Regions from separate parts of the Mus musculus genome. Here regions 1, 3, 4 and 5 are each linked to region 2. A link is a contact called in public HiChIP or PLAC-seq and capture Hi-C data. All regions are on one chromosome and are shown on one strand. Each heading gives the region's core, a stretch centred on a gene start, on an enhancer-like site or on the middle of the called end of the contact. The rest is flanking DNA. Distances are from core to core; before and after follow the strand shown.

Region 1 (2,700 bases), core at 74-2,573, 560 kb before region 2:
CTGCGGAACCTCAGGCATCCCAGGTGAGCCTGGCTACTTGAGTACCTGGCACTCCACACTTCCTCAGCTTGGGGTCAGCACCCTGACAACCTGCTGAACCGTAGCACTTAGGTGGTGCCTGCTTTCTGCCCCTAGGTCAGATTTTCCCTCTTGCTTAGCTTTTTTCTTCACTGTGTTCTTGTCATTAATTATTTGAAGGCGAAGGAAAACATCTCAAGACTGTGTCCTCAGAAAACAGGCATGTTTTCCTAAAACCCTTCTCTGCTCCTTTCCATCTCTGAGAACAGTGCAAAGGGTTCTAGTTTCAGCCACTGGACCAGCTTTAACATTTTTCCCCCAGCCGGGCAACCCCTCCACCTTTTTAGGTTCTACGACTGCCCATATTTAAAAGAAGAAAATTCAATATGCAAGATAGTGTGAATTCCCGGTGTGTGTGTGTGTGTGTGTGTGTGTGTGTGTGTGTGTGTGTGTGTAGATGTACACCTGGATTACCTGTCTCAACCTTAGTCCTGCCATATGGCTACTAGATGCATGACAGTCAGATGGCTCCAATTGTCCTGTTAGGCTGAAGTTAGGCCCTCCAGAGCTCACCTGTCAGTGTCTAGGTAACTGGCCAAGTGCCAGCAGGGCCGCGTTCCAGAACACCTAGTGGGACAGTCCTCCCTCTCCCGCGCATTTGCTCAGCCCCCTACCTTTGCTTAAGAAAATTCTGATTTTTTTTTTTTTTTTTCCTGCACCACCACCACCGCCTTCAAAGAGAGCGGGACCATTCCCCACCAGGGCTCCTTACCTCAAACAGAGGACCGATCTTGTTTTTCTCCAGGTAAGCCTGGATTCGGGTTTGTTGACGAGATGCCATGAGAAAACAGATGGGTCAGCAGAGAGAAGACAATGCGCCTCGGCTGGGGACAGCTCTACTCTACCCCAGGGCAGGAGCTCCGAGCCTGAGCTTTCTGGCACAGCGATGGCTAGCAACTCCGTTAGCAGCGAGCCCGAAGGGAGCAGGGCTCAGGGAACCCGGGCGAGGCTCTACCAACTCAGACAACTCCGAGGCAAGGAGAGAACTACATCGCATCCTGCAGCTCGCGCCCACCCGCTCTCCGCTTTCCGCAGCACCGCCGCCGAGGCGAAATCGCGGGCAGAGGCTGGTCTGTCCTCTGGGCGGCAGCAGCAGCAGGAGCCGGTGGCCGAAGGCGAGTGTCTGTGCAGTGCCTTCGCGAGCCGAGCGGGGGACAGCGCCGGCCGCAGGGGCGACAGCGCGCGGAACCGCCCAGAGCGCGCCACGGTGTGCGCCCAGCTCCTGGCTGCCAGGAACCAGCACCCAAGCTGCTCCCCGAGGCGGTGCTCGCTCCCTAGCGACAGAGCCGCTCAAAAAGCCAATGGTAAAGGTGCTTCTTTCAAAGTGCACATAAATCTGGTGCTTGTTGGCTACTCCTTGGCAGCTACACCCGCAGTTCCAAACCACTCAGCTTGATCTTCTCCTGGCCCAGCGCTCTGCCTTCACTAGGCTGGGATGAGAAAAAGCCGGAGATGAGAACTATGGCTGGGTTTTGCCGCGAAAACAAAGTTGCTTATGTTAAAAAGAAAAAAGAAAGGAACAGATATATCTATCTTGGCCTTGAGCAAGTCAGCCACAACCGGCGTTGCTGCCTGAGAACTGATTGAAAATTCCCGAAGTACAGACACCCAAAGGCTGGAAGCAACCCTTAGGCATTTGGCAGGGAGATGAAACAAAAGCAAGCCAGCTCTCTCTGCTTCCAAGTTTGCCTACACCTTCAGCTCTGTCTGCTACACCTCTGGCTACAGCTCAGGGGCTCTGAGCTCCCACCCAACAGTTATTCCTCCAGATACTTCAGAAGCACATCAACTTTACCTCATACCTTCTTACTATGAGACGACTTTTCAAGGTTAAGATCTGCAGTTATCACAAGGTTCCGTGTAGAGTTCTTTGCATTTAAAAAACCAAAAAACGATATAAAGCACTAAAACCCCAAAGATGAGTTGTCTGGTTCTAAACCATTTTGTATTGCCAAATCAGAACGTTTATACTAAAACTGTTGGCTGTCTCTACAATAATAGGCACGGATTTCTTTAAAACCAACTGCGACAGTGTAGATTTCTTCTTTTTCTGCACTGTGTTCAGGTTTCTGTGACCTGTATCTGTCCAAGCTTTTTCTCTCCGTTTTAAATTATCTAAGCATTGTGCAATAGTTAAGATGAGAATGGATTGTTCCAGGAAGTATTATAATAATTGCCTTTAATAATTCACATACACGAAATCTACTAGAGGAATTGGGCTATTAGCCACTATTGATAACTCGAAGCAGACATGATTTGGGGTGGAAAGATGTCAGAGCTGTTACTTTTACAATCAGCCTCATGACCCACCAGGTACAGGCAGGAGTAATGAACAGTGAGGAGTCCTGGTCTGTCACGTATTTCCTGTAACAGTTCAAAACTACAGTTACTTATGTACTTTTTCATAAGATTGGGAGATACTGACTATACATTAAATATGTTGTAGACTTGGCGTGAAGCCCTGTGAGTCACCTAAAGGCCCAAGTATTTTAAATTCCACATTGTACTAAAAGATCAGGACAGGCCTTCATCAAAATACATCTTCTTCCTCTAAGAGATATGAGGAAGATCTTTCTTCAAATCTATTAATTAAGATAATTAATAAGTCTTCCATAAACCCAG
Region 2 (2,700 bases), core at 4-2,503:
AGATTTGTAGGGGTTTTATTTGAAAGTACACACATGAATACCTGATAAGTGGATGGGGCCACATTTTGTTTCTGCTGCCTAAACCTAGCAGAATGTGATCATTTGGGATAAGGTCACATGTATTTCAGCTTTCTGTGAAAATAGAATTAATGAACCTATCAAGACAAGAAACTACCTTTCCCAACATGCCACAGTCTCAATGTATGAGTCCCTCAAAAAATTGACATGTTGAAACTTAACCACTATTATGATATTCTTAAAAGGATCGTAGTAGCCTTGCTAGTGAGGCTGGAGAGCTATTTGTTTCTGCCCTGTGAGAACACAACAGGAAGCTCCAGGTAAGCGGCAGAGAGTAGGTTTTTTTTTTTTTTTTCCAGACACTCAATCTGCATGCAGCTGGATCGTGCTTTCTTACCTTCCAGAGCTGTAAGCAACACATTTCTGTAGCTCACAAGTTTCCAGTCCATAATATTTTGTTATGGTATCATGAGCAGGCAATAACAGAACGCAAGAGTTTTCTCCTTAGGACTTTACATTGATAAAGAATGGAAAAGGGGTGCTGCTGACTTGCTTCAATACATTCTCATTTCCCAGCAAGAGTTTTACCAGACACACATGACTCACATGTCAACAAATTATTCAGAGTCACATGAATACCATCAGTCTGCAAATATTGGCCTTTTAAGTTCCTAGAAATATACCATTTCCCCCAGACTTTTATATCACTTTCTTTCTTCACTTTTATTTGTGTGTGTGTGTGTGTGTGTGTGTGTGTGTGTGTGTATTTATAGTATGAAATGCAGTGTATGAGTGTGTGGATGTGCATAGCTATGAAGACAGCAGAACAAGATACCTTATTGCCTTGAGGCAGGCTTTCTTACTAACCGGAAGCTTAGCCCTTTCAGCTTGGCTGGATGGCCATTGAGCTCTCTAGATATGACTGTCTGTACCCTGAAAGGTTGGGGTTGCAGGCACAAGCCATATCTGTCTCTTTATATGAGCACTGGAGATTTGAACTCAGATCCTTATTCTTCAAAAGCTAGCAATCCTACCTGAATGAGCCATCTCCCCATCCTACTCTTTCTTTTTTTAATTAAAGGTGGCTCCTAACACCACGCCCATCCTTTCCTACAAGCTTCAATTTCACTACATTTGGAAAACTTTAGCCTAAGAAGATCAAGGGCTCAGTCTCACCAAATATTCAGAATCAACAGCACCTTTGTCAGGTCTTATTTAACTTTCAGAGTCCTGTTTTCTTGTGGAGCCTGACCTTGACCCCTAGGTTCAAGAGCTCCTCTTTCCTCAGATTCCTAAGTACCAGTGATTACAAGTGAATGCTGAAAAGTCTGACTGGATTTTTAAATAATAAAAAAGCTATCTACTAATCGGGAAGAGACCTGACTTCTGATGAAAGTATACATCAACCTTTGCTTATATCTAACCTAGAAAGCTATATAAAAGGATAAATGTTGTCTGTCATACCTTGGCTTAGACAAAACACTAGAGTCCTTCTTAATTCTAAGTTAGCTTCAAAGAAAGTAAGAGGATTATTCTAAAACCATCCTGGCTCTTGTCAGTAACCAAAGCATTCTGAGTCGAATTTAGTAGCATGTTCTTTCTTTAAGGAAATGGATCATTTATTTTCACAGTTAAAAGAAAAGTTGGGATGTGCTATTATGAGTACTAAAGTTTTAAATTAAAAAAAAGCAAAAAAAAAAAATATGAAAGAGAAGTTAGTACTGTCTTGTAGAACTTACAAATAATTTTAATTTAATGAAATTGGAACTTATGTAATATTTATTTTGAGGTGATTCTGTTATAGCCATTTTACTCATCAACATGAAAAATATTAAAATATATTAATATCTTTATTAACGCATTTTACCTTAATTAAAAGGGAAGTACATCATTTTCCCCCATCCCTCTCAAATTCATGGCCTTTTTCTTTAATTACTACCACTGCATACAGGTAAGTGAATAAATATATAAATACAACTTGCTGAGTTGTATGTGTTTTTAGGACTGACTATTTTGCATTGGATACAGTTAGGGGCTCATCCCTAGAGAAGGCTGAGTCTCATTCTCTCTACAGTCATTAGCTCTCTATAGCTCTTCATGTAAAGGTGGGGCCCCACAAGACTCCCTCCATCCATGTTGACATGTAAACTGTTCTCATTGTTCAGATCTTGGTGATATTTCATGGTTGTAGCTTCCCTAGTATATCTAGAAGACACAACCTGTCAACAGACATACACTTCCCTCTGCCTCTTTTGCAATTCACAATGCAAGTCTCCCCCAGCCTGATATGTAAGGGTTCTGTAGTAGATGTATCACATAGAGCTAAGCACCGTGTAGTCAGTTGTTGTCTGCATTTTGACCAGTTGTGGATTTTGTAATTTTCTCTGTTTGCTACATACTCTACTTTAACAAGGGATAAAAGCAGTACATATTCACGGGTATAAGGATAAGTATTTGCAATGTACTTGGGGTTATCCTGGTTTAGGAAAGTGGCAGTAATAGGTTCTCCTCTAAGACCCATGAACTCACTATCCACAGATAGATAGCTAGGTTTACAAGTGCAAGGCATGATCTTTCTCTTGTCAACTAGGCTTTAAGTCAAATTAGACAGTTGTTGGTTATTGCTCAGATATAAGTGACAGCATGACACTTTTAGTGATCTCATGCCTTGGTTATTGCAGC
Region 3 (2,700 bases), core at 187-2,686, 540 kb before region 2:
GGCAGGGAGTTCAAATCCAGCCTGGTCTACAAAGTGAGTTCTAGGATAGCCAGGGCTACACAAAGAAACTCTGTCGCACAAAACAAAAAACAAAACAAACAAACAAACAAAAAAATGCTGTTCCTTTAAAGGACTATCTTTGGACATTTAAGAACTCATTCTTGATTGCCTGGACAAGACCTCTTAAGGCGATGTCATGATAGATTTATATCCCAGGCAGATTACAGGCCTTACACAAGAATAATTGGCCATATAATCTCATTTTTTTACATCATCAAAATAGTAATGGCTTGAGATAATATTTTGGTATTTTTAGAGAAAGTTCATGTCATATTATAAAGACTTATTTTCAGTGTCCTCCATTTCTACCTGTTCCACATAATGGTGTTAATTCTTGAGGACTTATACTTAATCAATTATTGCACATGGATACTCATATTACTGATTTTAAAAAGTAAAATAAAATATGCACATGTGACTACTGCTACTTTTTCAAACTTTCTAGTTACAACTGTTCTAACAAGAAAAGAAACAAAAAGTGTAATTAGTCATTGCCTATGTTAATTTTTTTTTATGCTTGGTGTTCCAAATCAGATTAAAACAGATATTGGAACTGGTTATTTACAATCAAGTATTTGAGATGTTTTGTCAACAACTTAATGCTCCCCATGTAACTGAGCTTTTTTTTATAATTCTCAAGGACAAGGTATTGTGGAAATTTAAAAACTATATCTTAAAAAACAAAGAAGGGGAGGAATTATATCCCCATGCACATTATTTAAATAACATTTTCATTTAAAAAATTTTTAAATTTGGATATCAAAGAACTTGCTAAATGCCTTATAGTATCTTAAAACTAGGCATACGCATATGCCTAGGTAGGATGAAAAGGATCCAATTATTAGCATACGGCATGATCCTAAACAGACACTTAATATGGGGAAGAGGACATGCTTGTGTCTTCTCCACAGTATACTGCAGGAGCATGCCAGCTGCCAGAATGATTTGTGTAACAGGCTGACTTGTGAGCTTGCAGAGTGCTCTGACAATGGTGACAAGAAAGCTGTATTGGGTATATGTTCTTGACCCACCTTTGCTTGCCCTTTTCCCAGATTAGACAAGCTAACCTGCCTTGCTTCAAGCTTTTTAACCTTATGGGAGAAAGAACATTAGAGACTGTGAAAACTGACTTTCCTTTAATGTGACCAGTTATTCTTACTCAATCATGGACTGGTCTAGTAATAAATCCAATATTAGAGATTCCTATTATGAAGATAGCTAAAAATCTTTATTAGCCAGCAGAGTTAACTTGGAGCATAGCCTATTTACATGAGAAGTAAATGCTGATTCCCAAAGCCACCTCCCCAGCCTTGGGAGGCAAGAGCTTGGGCTTGGTAGTTGCTAATTTGCAACTCAATAGAGTACCTGAACTTCCCCACAGACAGCCTTAATCCTGTTGCTTTTCAACTCTTGGCTTTGTATTTCAAGCAGGTCATTTACCTCCATGCAGGCTCATCCTCAGCAAGCACAGGTGACAGAAATTCATCAATATGAAGAGATGCATTGAGTACATATTGTGGCTTTGGTCTGATTGGGAAAAAGGTGTGCTATGGGGGCCAGCAGTCAAAGACTGGCCACTGGGTCTCTGAATTTTTCAGTCTAAGACAGAGGCATGTGTTTGTTCATAATAACACCGTGAAGCCATGTTTGTGCAAATAAACACAAGCAAGCTGCATGTGTTCTCCATGATGTCTAAGAACATGGACATTCATTGAAGACCAAAGTCCCAAGACAGGCACGGGCCCAGCAACCATAATTCCCAGGAAGGACCATGGAGCATAAGTAAATTTTATGCACCAGTCCAGTTAATTGTTTTTTATTATATATTTAGGGAGGGATTGTAGCCTCCAGCCTTGAGCAGGCTGGCTCAGACCTGTTCTGCCACTGTGAATGAGACCACCTAGGGTGAAGTCTTCCTACCTAGATAAGTCTATTGTTCTGCCACCTGCGCTACAGATGGAGCTAGAGTCATGAGTCTCAACCCTCACCACGTGCTTTCTTTGATTGGTGGTTTAGTCCCAGGGAGCTTTGGAGATACTGGTTAATTCATATTGTTGCTCCTCATATGGAGCTGCAAACCCCTTCAGCACCTTGGATACTTTCTCTAGCTCGTTCATTGGGGATCCTGTGCTCCATCCAATGGATGGCTGTGAGTATCTACTTCTGTATTTGTCAGGCACTGGCAGAACCTCTCAGGAGACAGCTATATCAGGCTCCTGTCAGCAAGCTCTTGTTGGCATCCACAATAGTGTCTGGTTTTGGTGGTTGTGTATGGGATGGATACCTGGGTAGGTAGGGCAGTCTCTGGATGGTCGTTCCTCCAGTCTCCGTTTCACACTTTGTCTCTGTAACTCCTTCCATGGGTATTTTGTTCCCCCTTCTAAGAAGGACCGAAATATCCACTTTGGTCTTCCTTCTTCTTGAGATTCAAGTGTTTTGTGAATTGTATCTTGGGTATTCTGAGCTTCTGGGCTAATATACACTTATCAGTGAGTGCATATCATATGTGTTCTTTTGTGATTGGGTTACCTCACTCAGGATGATATCCTCCATATTCATCCACTTGTCTAAGAATTTCATAAATTCATTGTTTTGATTAGTGGAGTAGTACTTCATTTTATAAATATGCCACACTTTCTG
Region 4 (2,700 bases), core at 93-2,592, 610 kb before region 2:
TCATCTTAGCTCCAAACTTTGTCTCTGTAACTCCTTCCATGGGTGTTTTGTTCCCTATTCTAGGGAGGAATGAAGTATCCACACTTGGTCTTCCTTCTTCTTGATTATCTTTTGTTTTGCAAATTGTATATTGGGTATTCTAAGTTTCTGGGCTAATATCCACTTATCAGTGAGTGCATATCAAGTGACTTCTTTTGTGATTGGGTTACCTCACTAAGGATGATGCCCTCCAGATACATCCATTTGCCCAAGAATTTCATAAATTCATTGTTTTTAATAGCTGAGTAGTACTCCACTGTGTAAATGTACCACATTTTCTGTATCCATTCCTCTGTTGAGGGACATCTGGGTTCTTTCCAGCTTCTGGCTATTGTAAATAAGGCTGCTATGAACATAGTAAAGCATGTGTCTTTATTACCAATTAGAACATCTTCTGGGTATATGCCCCCCCCAAGAGGTATTGCTGGATCTTCTGGTAGTACTATGTCCAATTTTCTGAGGAACCGCCAGACTGATTTCCAGAGTGGTTATACAAGCAGCAAATGTCTTTTAATGTTCTTGGAGCAATACTTTCTCCAGCCATCAGGGTCTGCAAGACAGTTTTTCTGTCACTGAATGATTATGAAGAATTTAGATATTAGCCTTCTGCTCTACACATCAAATTCCGGCACAGACCTTTCAAGGGGCTTTAGATCCCTACTGCATTGTCATAGAATCCTGCATTGTCCCTTCCCTCTATCACATAGTTATTACTATAATATGTGTATTTGTAATGTCATAGTTGTTCTTCTTTCATTCCCTTAGGAGACCATAAATGCTTATTACACCATTCCCTAGGGGTAAATGACTTACACTGGTTTTTGATCAAATTTCCAATTTTATTTTTCTTGGCATGGCAAAAAAGAAATATCAAATATAACAAGTGCTATATCATCAAAAATTTCAAAATTAATATTTTATCAGTCATTCTCAATAGTAACAAGCAGTCTTTTTTCGAAACAACCAGAACCTTGAAATGTTGGAATCAGATGAGGGTGAGACAGAAATCTTTTTTCAGAGAAGAATCTAAACAGCAAATTTTAATGCCTTCTCCCTTGAAAGATATTTGCCTAGGGAAAAAAAATCCACATTCTGCTTTTTTTTTTTTTTTTTTTTTTTTTTTTTTTGCTCTGCCTTTCAGAATGTACTGACATTGTGTAGCCTCCCTCAATCTTAAAGCAAGCTGATCCCGACTTTGACCTTGCTGCCACTAAGAAGGAGATTACCTAGGGTAGAGCTGTCTGATCTTGATGGCTCTATTTGCTCTTCTCTAAGACTCTGCTTCTTGCTGAAAGGTCCTTGAGAAGTTCCGGAGACACACCCTGTAGATCGCCTATGGGCTGGCTCCAGGCACCAAGAATGGGTTGGTGGGGGATGGGCCTACCCTCTTTATAAGCACAGGCTCGCAGTAAACTTCAGGGGCCTTGAACAGAAATGTGTCTTGGCCTCTAGTATTTCTCTGGTCATCCTCTCCCATACAGCTCCTGCCTCCCACTCAGGAACCCAGTTAGTGTGGTCGCAGGTGGTTACAACATTGCTGGCTTCAGATTTTTTCGTTTGTTTGTTTGTTTGTTTGTTTTGTTTTGTTTTAAGTAGCTAAGTAGGTATTTTCATGGTGAGAGTTACAGACTTCTGCCTATATCCTTTTGAAATGTATGCTTTCCACTGGCAAATATTCTTTCCACTGACGTAGTATGATGTGAATATATTCACATATTACTAAATTTTCCCTAGATCTGCTTTGCTAAGCTGTTGGAAGACCTGTAAAATTTCAAAAGGTGGCTAGCATCTTCCATCATCAAAATCTTGCAAAACATGATGCATTCAGATAAATGAAGACCTGAACTCTTTCAAGAGAGAAAGAGAGGGAGAGAGAGAGAGAGAGAGAGAGAGAGAGAGTGAGAGAGAGAGAAAGGTAGATAGAAAGAAGACCATTTTCCAGTTGCAATTTATTACAGACTAGTCTCCTCTAAGCAAATAATCTTATTGAAGAGATACACTCTCTAGCACCAAAATGTAAGGAACACAGACCACTAGATGGCACTAGGAGAAATGCTATGGTTGTGTTTTGGTTTGTTTGTTTGTTTGCTTGCTTGTTTGTTTGTTTTTGTATTAAGTTGAGGCAGTCTTCTCACCTTAAAATGAGATATGAAGCTTAACATAAAACAGAAGTTCAAAACAAGATTCGATTCACCAAGGAATTGCAAAAATATTATAAAGTTAGAAATAAAATTATTTTGGACACTTCGTCTTTAAATTCAAGCAAAGGATGTTTTGTCTCAGCACACCGGGTCTGTCTTCCAATATCTCTGCATATGACATCAGTCTATTTCTTTTTCTTCTGAGACATTATTTCACATATTTATTTATAGGCTACAATACAGGAGTTCAAGGCCAGAATACAAAGTGTACACTTCAGGTGGCTAGTGTTTCGGTTTCCTCGGTGTTGGGGTGTTTCTTTTCCTTCTCCTCCTTTTCCTCCTTCTCCTCCTTCTCCGTCTTCTCCTCCTCCTCTTCCCCTTCTTCTTCCTCTCCTCCTCCTCCTCCTCCTTCTTCCTCTTCTTTTCCTCCTTCTCCTTTTTCCTTATCTAGTTTTTTTTTCTTCATATAAAATAAGTACCTATGGACTTATTGCTTACGTTTATGCTACAGTGCTACATA
Region 5 (2,700 bases), core at 80-2,579, 710 kb before region 2:
GCATGAAGTACAGATGTGAGGCATAAGACCGAGAATGAATTCTAGCCTTGGGCATAGGTACGTAGTTTGGCAGGCCGCAGAAGTTCTAGGAAAAACTTCCAGGCAGATTCTGCCCGTTTCCTCTGCTGACTCATCTTAAGTAAAACATCCTAGCATCAGAGACTGAGAAAGCAGTTGATCTGGGTGCTTTTTCCAAGTGAAAAGTATAAAATGTGAGGGAGGCAAGAAAAGTAAGAGAAGCTAGAAGGGCCACAGCTTAGTTGCTAGAGGGCTTGAATGCCAGGATCCTAGCACACACAAACCAGCTTTAGTAATGCATATCTGCATTTCTAGGGCTAGGACTGTGGATGTGAGTGGATCAGAAAGCCAAGGTTTTACACAGCTTAATAGAGTGAGTTCAAAGCTATCCTGGCCTATGTGAACCTAGTATCAGTACAGACAGACAGACACACAGACAGACAGACAGTGAGATATGTATTTAGATTCCAGAAGGCATACCTGAACAGGACTGGTTTCTCAAAGTTTTGTAGTATTTCTTTTTTACGGGAAAGGATTTCTAATATATGTACACATACTATGTGTGTGAATGTACTTATGGGTGGAAAAGAAGGCATGGATTTGAAGGAGAGTGGAGAAGATTATATGGGAGGAATTCAAGGAAGCAAAGGAAAGGTAGAAACATTATGATTATATTAGAAATTCTTTCCCCTAAAAAAGAACTACTATAAAATTTTAAAAAATAATAAAATAAAAATAAAAAGTCTTGTATTTACAGGTGTCTGAACTTGGATCTTTTTTAGGTCAAGAAAATTCAAAACTGTGAGTTTTATGGCCACACGGGGGTGCTGCGGGACAGTGATGCTTCCGCGCGACTGGCAGAGGGTCTGGGTCTTCTTGAAAGCCTGGGATCCTCTACCCTCTCCTTGAACATCAAATATGAACGGCATCAAGATGAAAGTCATCAAGATTTTGTTCACTGACAAAAAATCTTTTTAAATATCTTTTCAAAAAGAAAAATTACTGTTTCCCTCAATTGAAATAAACATTGTAAATTTTCATGAAGTTTTCAGAAACAAGTATTAGATTAAGTGACTAAAATGAGCACTGTTGTGTAGATTTGTGGATTGGACTACCGTTCCCTGCCTCCTCGCCCAGTACTGAGAAGAAAGCGTGTGGGAAGGGATGTACATTGGAGGTGGAAGGCATCTGAGCACGTGTCAAGGCAGACCTAAGTCACTCTCGTGATATCCAAATCCATTTCAGTGAAGATACAACCAGTGCAGGGCTGGACCTGAACCAGTTGGTTGCCCACATGTGGATCCAGGTCCTCTATCTGAGCTGCCTTGCCTGGCTTCAGTGAGAGGATGGGGGTTGGGGAGGGGAGTGTTTGTTACATCAGAGGGGAAGGCTATCTCTTCTCAGAGAAGGGAAGGGGAGCTGTGTGAGGGCTACTGGGAGGAGGGGGCTGATATTGATATGTGAAGTAAATTGATAAATTAATTTAAAAGAGATTAATAAGAGAGAGGGGAGTCCTTGAGCTCATCAATAAAGTACAACAATTTCACCGTTACTCAGGAGGAGGGGAGGTGGGACAGTCAGTGAAAGCTCCACAAGTTCTTAGTTACAGGTCAGGTGTCCAGGTTGTATAGGGGAGCTTAGAGGGGAAAAAAGGCAGGGATCTGCAAGAGCAGGCCACAGTATTTAAGTTTTTGCAAATTGTGAACATTTTTCATGACCTAGGAAAGCAAGGAATGAGGGAGGAGAGAGGGAGGGAGAGAGAGAGAAGGAAGGGGAGGGGGAAGGAGAGGGAGAGGGGGGAAAGGGGGAGGGGGACTGGGAGAGGGAGAGGGAAGGAGAGAGGGGGAGAGGGAGGGAAGGGGAGAGGGAGAGAGGAAGAGAGGGAGAGAGGGAGGGAGAATGACAGACAGATGGAGGGAGGGAAGGAGGGAGAGAGAGAGAGTAGAAATGATGTACAAAGGTGGGAGAGTGCAGCTGGCTCTCCCTCCACTTGCTGTTCTCCATACATAGCTATTCAACTAGGTTTAAAACTAGGTTTAAAACACCATGATGGTTACTGACAGAAACCTTGTCAAAGAGTATATCCAGACTTTTGGGCTTTTTTTTTTTAAGCGACTCAGACATACATTTTAAAAATATCAAAGTTGTATTACTATTTGGTATGAACAATACCATTTGTACTTTTGTACTGTTCTTTGCTATTTTTACATGTAGTGATGTATATCGTCTCAATCTGTGCAGCCTTTTATCAATGATGGCTCTCTCCCTGTCATCCACTTCTAACTACATTTCTAATGCCAGATTTCTTCCATCCATAGGTGAAAATTGTAGTATATTAAATGAAGACAAGGATAGGAGAATTCAGCAGCTTTCAACTGTTCTCAGTATAAAAGAGGTTTATAGGATGCAAAGACCTCTTCTTCGGTAATATTTTGTTTTGGAAAATAAGGTATTTTTCATTGATATGTTGTTTTGAAAATGCAACAACTTTACTTAATACCATTTAAAAATAACAAACACATAAAATTTTATCTGTTTGAATTTCTCACATGGCAAATATTGCCAGATGGAATGTGCATGAAGTCAACGTCTTTAGTGACCTCTGCAATACTGATGAGCTATAAGGGTCCTTCGACTAAAAGACATTGAAAACTTAGATCCAGATGACTCACAAGCATGTTG

What was found. HiChIP or PLAC-seq counts read pairs in DNA pulled down with a chosen protein or histone mark. Capture Hi-C pulls out chosen DNA fragments and counts their contacts.
Region 1: a contact with region 2 is called in an H3K27ac HiChIP or PLAC-seq map of embryonic stem cells, with 8 times the contacts expected there. The contact joins the promoter of A830018L16Rik here to the enhancer-like site in region 2. A contact is called at or near these places in 3 of 39 promoter capture datasets (cranial neural crest, embryonic stem cells and maxillary cranial neural crest), 2 of 484 Hi-C or Micro-C datasets (embryonic stem cells and ventral hippocampal neurons) and 4 of 115 datasets of contacts at active chromatin or transcription factors (differentiating embryonic stem cells, embryonic stem cells and stem cell-derived neural progenitor cells).
Region 3: a contact with region 2 is called in an H3K27ac HiChIP or PLAC-seq map of embryonic stem cells, with 5 times the contacts expected there. The contact joins two enhancer-like sites. A contact is called at or near these places in 1 of 484 Hi-C or Micro-C datasets (ventral hippocampal neurons) and 3 of 115 datasets of contacts at active chromatin or transcription factors (differentiating embryonic stem cells and embryonic stem cells).
Region 4: an H3K27ac HiChIP or PLAC-seq map of embryonic stem cells shows a contact between it and region 2, with 3 times the contacts expected there. The contact joins two enhancer-like sites. A contact is called at or near these places in 2 of 484 Hi-C or Micro-C datasets (cerebellar granule neurons and cerebellum) and 5 of 115 datasets of contacts at active chromatin or transcription factors (all in embryonic stem cells).
Region 5: a capture Hi-C map of embryonic stem cells shows a contact between it and region 2, with 7 times the contacts expected there. The contact joins two enhancer-like sites. A contact is called at or near these places in 1 of 15 datasets of contacts at CTCF or cohesin (the NIH/3T3 cell line), 1 of 484 Hi-C or Micro-C datasets (embryonic stem cells), 4 of 115 datasets of contacts at active chromatin or transcription factors (all in embryonic stem cells) and 1 of 9 other capture datasets (embryonic stem cells).

What each region holds. Positions count from the first base shown.
Region 1 is chr1:11,412,728-11,415,427 of GRCm38.p6, reverse strand. It overlaps A830018L16Rik (RIKEN cDNA A830018L16 gene), which reads right to left and starts at 1,323. Exons shown (of 14, transcript NM_001160369.2): 1 at 791-1,323. The coding sequence starts at 859.
Region 2 is chr1:10,851,719-10,854,418 of GRCm38.p6, reverse strand. It overlaps the pseudogene Gm28659. Among named protein-coding and RNA genes, the nearest start is that of Cpa6, 130 kb to the right of the region's middle. Within about 2 kb of position 1,253, at least 9 of the 459 cell types and tissues checked have an H3K27ac peak or open chromatin away from gene starts, as enhancers often do. A contact at or near this core is called in embryonic stem cells, where this site is marked.
Region 3 is chr1:11,394,892-11,397,591 of GRCm38.p6, reverse strand. No RefSeq gene overlaps it. Among named protein-coding and RNA genes, the nearest start is that of A830018L16Rik, 18 kb to the left of the region's middle. Within about 2 kb of position 1,436, at least 14 of the 459 cell types and tissues checked have an H3K27ac peak or open chromatin away from gene starts, as enhancers often do. A contact at or near this core is called in embryonic stem cells, where this site is marked.
Region 4 is chr1:11,465,898-11,468,597 of GRCm38.p6, reverse strand. All of the region lies in intron 1 of A830018L16Rik (RIKEN cDNA A830018L16 gene), which reads right to left. Among named protein-coding and RNA genes, the nearest start is that of A830018L16Rik, 53 kb to the right of the region's middle. Within about 2 kb of position 1,342, at least 12 of the 459 cell types and tissues checked have an H3K27ac peak or open chromatin away from gene starts, as enhancers often do. A contact at or near this core is called in embryonic stem cells, where this site is marked.
Region 5 is chr1:11,563,665-11,566,364 of GRCm38.p6, reverse strand. The region is part of intron 5 of A830018L16Rik (RIKEN cDNA A830018L16 gene); the gene reads right to left. Among named protein-coding and RNA genes, the nearest start is that of A830018L16Rik, 150 kb to the right of the region's middle. Within about 2 kb of position 1,329, at least 5 of the 459 cell types and tissues checked have an H3K27ac peak or open chromatin away from gene starts, as enhancers often do. A contact at or near this core is called in embryonic stem cells, where this site is marked.